Linked DNA regions of Xenopus laevis: region 1 is linked to region 2. Evidence: chromatin contacts called from public Hi-C data. All regions are on one chromosome and are shown on one strand. The core of a region is the stretch at or near the end of the contact, and the rest is flanking DNA. Distances in the headings are between cores, read along the strand shown.

Region 1 (3,817 bases), core at 148-2,647, 140 kb before region 2:
CTTTGGAGTATGTCACCCGAAGCGACGCGTGTGCCATGCCACAGGCGACTTTTCATTTTAGCCAGCACAAGACAGAGTTAAGGCATCCGGGGAGATTGGTTGCCACAAAGACGTGGCGATTAGTCGCCAGGCGACCGAATCGCCCAGTGTTACCCTACCCTAAATCTTTGATGTTTTGTTTATTCAACTGAGCTGCTGCACAGAGCAACCAGAGTAAATTGGACATATAACTTTCATTGTTTTGTACAGTCAGACCACCAACCCCATTCTGTGCTCTAGTAGTGATAGGTCTGAATCATCTCAGCTTGCTAAGTAATATGTGATTTAGAAATACTGGTAGTGCACTTCTTTATATAATATAATTTGGTGGTGCTCATTGCAGGGGGTCAACTGTAAACTCCCCAATTAATGAACAATTAAAGAGAAGAGGGGGACTCAAGAAACTCCTTATCAGGGGCACAGAAAAATGCAGGACTCCTGATGAGGAGCCCCAGTTTTTTTGGGAAGGAGCAGGATGACATGCATTGGATTCCTATGTAACAATAAAAGCATATATTTATATTTTCTGCCATTATTCTGTCTAAAAGCTGGTCTTAGTTGCCGACTCTGTAAACTGTTCTAAATTGATACATTTAGTTGATACATGTCTTATCTTTGTCCCTGCTGAGCAAAATCTCTGGGTTTCATTACAGGCAGCTGTTAGAATTGATACAATAGTTGCTAATACGCCAGAGATGCTGCTGAGAAATGTGGCAAAATTGTAACAGTTCTGAATCGGCAACTGAATTACTGAGCTGAATTACTGAAACACCAGAGACAGGGACATTCTACTTAAATTGTGCAAAAAAATTAAAGCAAAAAATAAAGCATGGAAACCAACTGAAAAAAAAATCTTTATTTCTGTTGAACAATCTGAAAACTAAACTGAAAAAATAGTTTGGAAGGTGAATACCCTTTAAGCTTTTGCTTGTTTTTTTTTTTTTTAGCTTTGCTGGTGCACATTATATCTACTTGCCAGTCTCACCTGAGATATAATCACTAGTCTGAAATGTGTTGGCTTTTATTGTGGCTCAATAACTGATTTACACACGAGACATTATAAAAAGCAAGTATCCCTATCACTTCCCACCCTTATAGGACCTCTTTATGATATTCAGAGGGGCATGGGGATTTGTAGCTTACTAGTATCAGTCTGTGAAGCTGCAGCACTGGGGCGCTAACGTCTTTGCCTGTATATGTTGAGCTATAAAATCCTGTGCTGTTTACAAACCCACTCAAGCTTCATGCCCGACACTTGCACAGCTCAGCTCTGCTGCCAGGACACATACACGGGGTTAAAGCATCAGCCCTTTTGTCCAGATGTTCGGATAGAACCAATCAGCAGGTGTTTACACGGAGGAGGCGGGGCCTAGAGATCTCGGTCTCTCCGGCTCACAGTTCCGAGTTGGTTCGTGGAGGCGTTTTGTCTGAACAGTGTCCTGCTGGGAGAGGGTTCGTGTGGGCACAGGGGGTAGGTAAGTGCAGTGGCATCAGTTGGCACATGGATATGGAGAGCTGGGTCGAGCTCTGTAACAACATAAGACTTTGATCAAAACCTGTGAAGTCGCTGAGTACTTCATTTCCTTAGTACCCAAGAACCTCATTTAAGTAGAGCTATTACACCCCTGTACTACCTTATCTCTGAACTACCTTGAAGGAAATAATAAGCTGTTCAGTCTGGCAGATCCAGTTAAAGTGCCAGCTGACTGACTGCCACTCCTAAATGCCACATACAACTGCAGGTAGGTAACCTTACTAACCGATGCCCGCACGGTGTCATTGTAGCTCAGCCCAAAGTATGGGGCCAAAAATGAACACTGAAATATATCTTCTAATGGTTTCATACAAAAAGTGTGTCCAGGGAATTGTGATGAGACAAATGCACTGGTGTCTGTGGGATGAAGTACTCAGGGTATGGCCATAAGGTTACTGTGCAATACATTTAGGGTATTTACTAGAGTGTTTATTTAGTTGTGTATTTTGGGTTTATTTAGGTGGGATGCATGCTGTCATGTCTATGGTACTGGATGCTATGTGCAGGTTTAGTTAACAGTGGGTGATATATGCATTCTATTTGAAAGACAAGTGAGAGACATGATTTGTCCATTTCATGTAGAGAGTGTTTAGGGGGAATGATGTCTTGTGACATGGTGTTTTAGGCAAAGGTCTGTATTCTATGGAAGCGGGTCTTTTGAATTTAGGAACCTTAAGAGGCATCAAGATGCATATAGTTTATGCCAAAATTGATACTGGATATAGTGTATTAAAGATCTTTGGTAAATGTATTTATTTCATATTCTTTACATTTAGAAATATGTGTGGGAACTGACATATTGCATGTCTTGGCTGAGGTATTCTCAAATCCTAGAAATAGTAATTTGTTATGACAGCACCCACGCATGTAAATAAAGGCAAATATGTAGTGTAGGAAGGTTCTGTTCTCATGGTTATTTATTCCTTTATACGTAAGGGTCGGTAGCAGTTGTGAGATAGCAAAAGTGAGATACACAGGGTGTGCTCTTTGATAAAGATGTACCAACATATGTGGGTGCTCATTTATTAGTATATAGTAATGACAAGTCTAAAGCAACTGGAATTTGAGTAATTTTGAACATTACTGATAAAGTTCAGTCTTAACACAACTAGAACAGACCCGAACTGGCAGTCTGTGAATTCTGGCAAATGTCATAGGCAGTCATTGTTTTTTGGACTAGGCCAGATGGACACTGGGAAAAAACCTTGTGGGCCCCACCCACCAAGATCTGCTCCCAGCTCTGCTCCCTGATCTCCCCTATTGGCGTGAAGAAAAAAAGGTAAGTGCCGGACAGGGGCTGGTGGAGGGGGGTTAGGCCTGATGTGGGGGGGTGTATGGGGTCCCTCTGACACGGCAACCCCCAGTCCAATGCTGTGGGCCACTTTGTGCCTGAAATGCCAGGGCCTATTTTTGAATCCCAGTCCAGACCTGAACTAAATATAGTCTATATCAAGACCTGGATAATGAAAACCTTCACAGACTTGGTGCTGAAGTAGCACAAAATCCCCCCCCCCCCCCCAAAATGCATTTATATAATTTTTTTTTATTAATTGCACTAGGTAAAAGTTGCTGCAAAATTTAGCACTGGTTCATATATTTTTGAAAGTTACACAATTCTTGTCATACAGTCCAGGGCCACTCGGCCTACTGAGAGAAAGTGAGGACCAAGGAGGAAGCTTGACACAGGCCAAAAGTCCAATAACACAGTTTCCAGAGGGATAAAAAGATTGTGGTTAAAAACAGGCAATTGGACAGGACATCAGAGGCCGGATGTGGGCTCATCTTTCTGTTTAGCCACTCTACATACTTACTTGAGGGAGTGACAAGGTAGGGTCAGGGTCAGTTGCAGAGTGTTAGGCCCCTCTGAAGATTGTGGAGGAGGGGGTGGACCCAAGTTGTTACACCACTGATTTAAATACACAGTTGATACCTCAGGATAAAAGTGGTTAATAACTGGAAAAAGATTTCTGGAGAATACTTATGTGGTCTGCCCTGCTAGAAGATCAATTAGGATGAGATTTGTGGCAAAAAAGAATATTCAAGATATTCTTAAATCAACAGAATAACTGAGACAATTTTTGATGCTTTCCTATATATGTTACCTTGTTCTGAACTACGAGGGGCCCTGACCAAAGGCTGTATCTCCAATGTACCTGAATACTGTTGTCTAAGAAGCATGAAAGCAAGGTGGCAGTGGGGAGAAGAGCCATTATTTTATTTCTAAGAGGCGATTGGACAGTGTAA
Region 2 (3,483 bases), core at 449-2,948:
TCAGACATAGAACACTTCCAACTGATGAGTTTTTATACAAACACATATTATGCTTTTTCTAAATCAAGAATCAAAAAGCATTTAAAAAAGGCATGTTCGCTTTTAAATGAGCTTTTAGTATGATGTAGAGAGTTCTATTCTGTGACGATTTGCAATTGGTCTTTAATTTATTTTTTTTAAATTATTTAGCTTTTGGTTCAGCAGCTCTCCAGTTTTGAATTTCAGCAGTTATCTAGTTGTTAGGGTCCACTGGTTTGCCATGGGTTACTGCCCATGTACTTGCCCAGAGTAAACTTGGAACTCAGTCTGAATACCATTATAAATATTTAGCGGGCATTAGAATCTAGAGAAGAGGTTCTCAGATTGTGAGACTGGGCAGGTTATCAGTTCATATGAAAGATCTGTGACAATTTTTTTAATGCAGCTAGAATCAGTGGAGCACAGCAACGTAAATGTGTTCAAAATTTTCCTGATTTTCCAAATGATTTAGTAAAATTACCCTAGGGGAGCACAAAACTTTGGATGTAGGCAGCCTAAAGATCTACTAAAATGAAGTAGAATTCTAACTAGATGACAGAACTTTGTTTTGCATATTTGGTATTTTAAATTTTTTCCAAGCAAGTGCTGAATATGTTTTCATGCAGAATGTTCTACGCATTCTGTAATTTAGAGGAAACATTGTCTAAGCTTTTTTTTTTTTAAATAAACAAGCCCAAATGTTGACCAACAAGAGGGGGAATAAGTCAAACCAGTAATAAAACTGCTGATCTAGATCATGAATATAATTATAATAATAAGAAAACACATACTTCGGGCTAGGGCATGAATTTACAACAGTTATAAAGGAATGTATGCAAAACTAGAAATATTAGGACATCACAATCTAAACTACATAATATTTTCAGATGGCGGACATAATCTGGTTTAATATCCATTACACAGGAGCCACTATATAACCAGTTAAAAAAAACCCTGATGTGTGTCCTGATCATCACATTCTAGGCGGGGGTATGCTTTCAATTTCTGATTATAAATCCAGTGCCAAAGAGTCTAGAAATGGTTCATTTTATAAGGGCTCATTCCAACTGTTACCCTTCATACACCCAAGCTTGTAGGCTGAGTTACTATTTACTGAACTATGTATGGACTTTTTGTTTTTGGGGTGCAAAACACTGAAGCACAAAACACATCTATTCAAAGACAATCTTTTTCTAGAATAGCCCTGGTATTGAGGTTCATTTACTTACTTTCTGCCAAGACACTGATCAATTCAATCTCTCTTGATCTTTATTCTGCAGTTTGGTACAAACAACTGCTCCTCTGGGTTCTGCCTACTTGCTAGCGCTGTAATGAGGGCTCAGGTACCAAAGCTGACAGTAGCCTCTAAGTTGATCTTCTATCACAACCAGTGCTGTCCTGCAGTTCTCCTTTAGATGATGCTCTTGGTGTTTCAGATGTCTATGCTGCTTGAGCCTCCCTGCTGTTGCTCTTAGTTTCATTGCAACAGTTCAAGTGCTTCTTTAAAACTCAAGTTGCCTTTTTCCTATAAACACTTAGTGAACCATCTCCACCCCTTACATTTTTTAGGTTGTCTCATTTGATAGGCAAGCCTGCTTCCTTGACACAACAGTCTGTGCACAGTAAAATCACATGTAGTGAAGCTGTGCCATCTGCTGGCCGCAGTTGAAGCAACACATGACCAGCAAATATTGTGCCTTGTTTAAGCAGTCAATTTCTCTGTCACTGCAAGAACTCTGCTAAAGTTTGGAATGGGCAAGAATACCACTACTGCATTAAACTGTCAAAGAAATATTATTTTTCTTATAGCTGCAAATGATGCTTGTATTCTGAGGCAAATGGCATGCTGTATGGGGATTCTTCAAGTACAGTACCTATTAAGTATATAAGACTACCCATTGTACCCGGTATGTTTCCATTTCATTTTGTACTATTTAAAACCTGTTATCACCAACATCACTATGCGTCACATCTCCCACAAGTTTTGTTAATATCATGGTTAGTCCAGTAGAGGCCAAGAATGCCAATCTGTGGATTGGGGGAAATGTCAGAGGAGCTGTTGTTGGGTGCAATAGACAGTCACTCTTTAATGGGCTGGTGGCTTTTGCGTCCCAAATGTGTACTTAAAACACAAGGGCCTAGTCTAGGTCTGGTCCAGTACTGCCCATACATGTGGTTACAAGTTAGGCCAGATAGGTTAACAACCAAATACCTGGCCTTAGTGAGTGTTATTCTATATATATATATTTTTTTTAGGTATATGGGACAACTTGTATTTAATTGAAATATATACCAATGTAGATCAGCCAGTGGGAGAATTGCAAATTACATTAGCAGTGTGTATCACTTTTTTCCTTTTGCACCATTCATTAAATCGTGCAGTGATTTCAAGAATAGAAATTGATTGAAATTGAAGTAATTTCAGGAATAGAAACCTCAGAATAAAATGGTACAGCAAATGGCACAATGAACACTTTCATAGAATAGTACATGGGATCTATTATGCAGAATGCTTGGGACCTGGGATTTTACAGAGACTTTGAATCGTCATACCTCGAGTCTACTAAAAAACATGAAGGCATATTGAATTGCCGGTGGACCCTGGTACAGGATAGGCACCCAGGCCTCCCATGTCGGGCCCTCCCCTTTACAAATCACATGCCGGAGTGTTGCTGGCACTTCAAAGGCCCCAGTGCACATGCACGAACGACATTGTGTGGCGCACCACTTATCATTTTTTGGGGGGCAAGCTGATAAGAGGCATGGAAACAACCTTTTCTTCAATTGAAGATATACCAGCGCTAAAAGCTCAGGGTAGACACAAGAAGGAAATGCAAACACAATATAGTGTAGTAGTTTTTAGATCGAATGAAATATATATAACCCCTTGTGCGGTAGTTAAACGATGTGGTTTTGGGGTCTTCCACCAAGGGGTTAAAAGACCATTTTCCGTGCTTTTGATAAATAATGTGGCCACCTCCTGTGTGGGGCAGTGGGTACTTACAGACGTTTATAAATATCACCAGCATATAATAAAATCCCTTGTCCTATTCTTGGTGAGTATATGGGGCAGTGGGTACTTACAGACGTTTAAAATTAACATCAGCATGTAATAAAATCCTTTATCCCAGTCTTGGTAAGCTCCAGGTTTCTAAAAAAGCATATGCTAAAATCGTGTAAAAACTTCTTTAATAGATTAAAAGGATAAAAACATAGATTGCACTCACATGTGTGTGCTTAATATAAGCATAAAAAGCAGTTTGCATTGGGGTTCTCAAGTCCTGCGGTCCATTGTAAGATGTTACAATTTGCCTGGCGTTTGTTGGTAAGACACGCTGATCCTGGTCCCCCTCTGATGACGTCACTGCTCAGCCGACGCGTTTCGTCTATTGCGACTTTCTCAAGGCTTGGGTCTGGGATGGCGGGGGGCCCACGAGGGCCGGGCCCAACCGGGTTTTTTTCCCG

What was found. A called contact is a pair of places that touch in the nucleus more often than the background predicts.
Region 1: a contact with region 2 is called in a Hi-C map of the XL177 cell line, with 2.4 times the contacts expected there. The contact joins the promoter of LOC121397070 here to the promoter of LOC108698960 in region 2. A contact is called at or near these places in 2 of 4 Hi-C or Micro-C datasets (the XL177 cell line and the XTC cell line).

What each region holds. Positions count from the first base shown.
Region 1 is chr8L:74,860,480-74,864,296 of Xenopus_laevis_v10.1, reverse strand. It overlaps LOC121397070 (stonin-2-like), which reads left to right and starts at 1,397. Exons shown (of 7, transcript XM_041572999.1): 1 at 1,397-1,514.
Region 2 is chr8L:74,716,636-74,720,118 of Xenopus_laevis_v10.1, reverse strand. It overlaps LOC108698960 (thyrotropin receptor), which reads right to left and starts at 1,698. Exons shown (of 11, transcript XM_041572998.1): 1 at 1,248-1,698.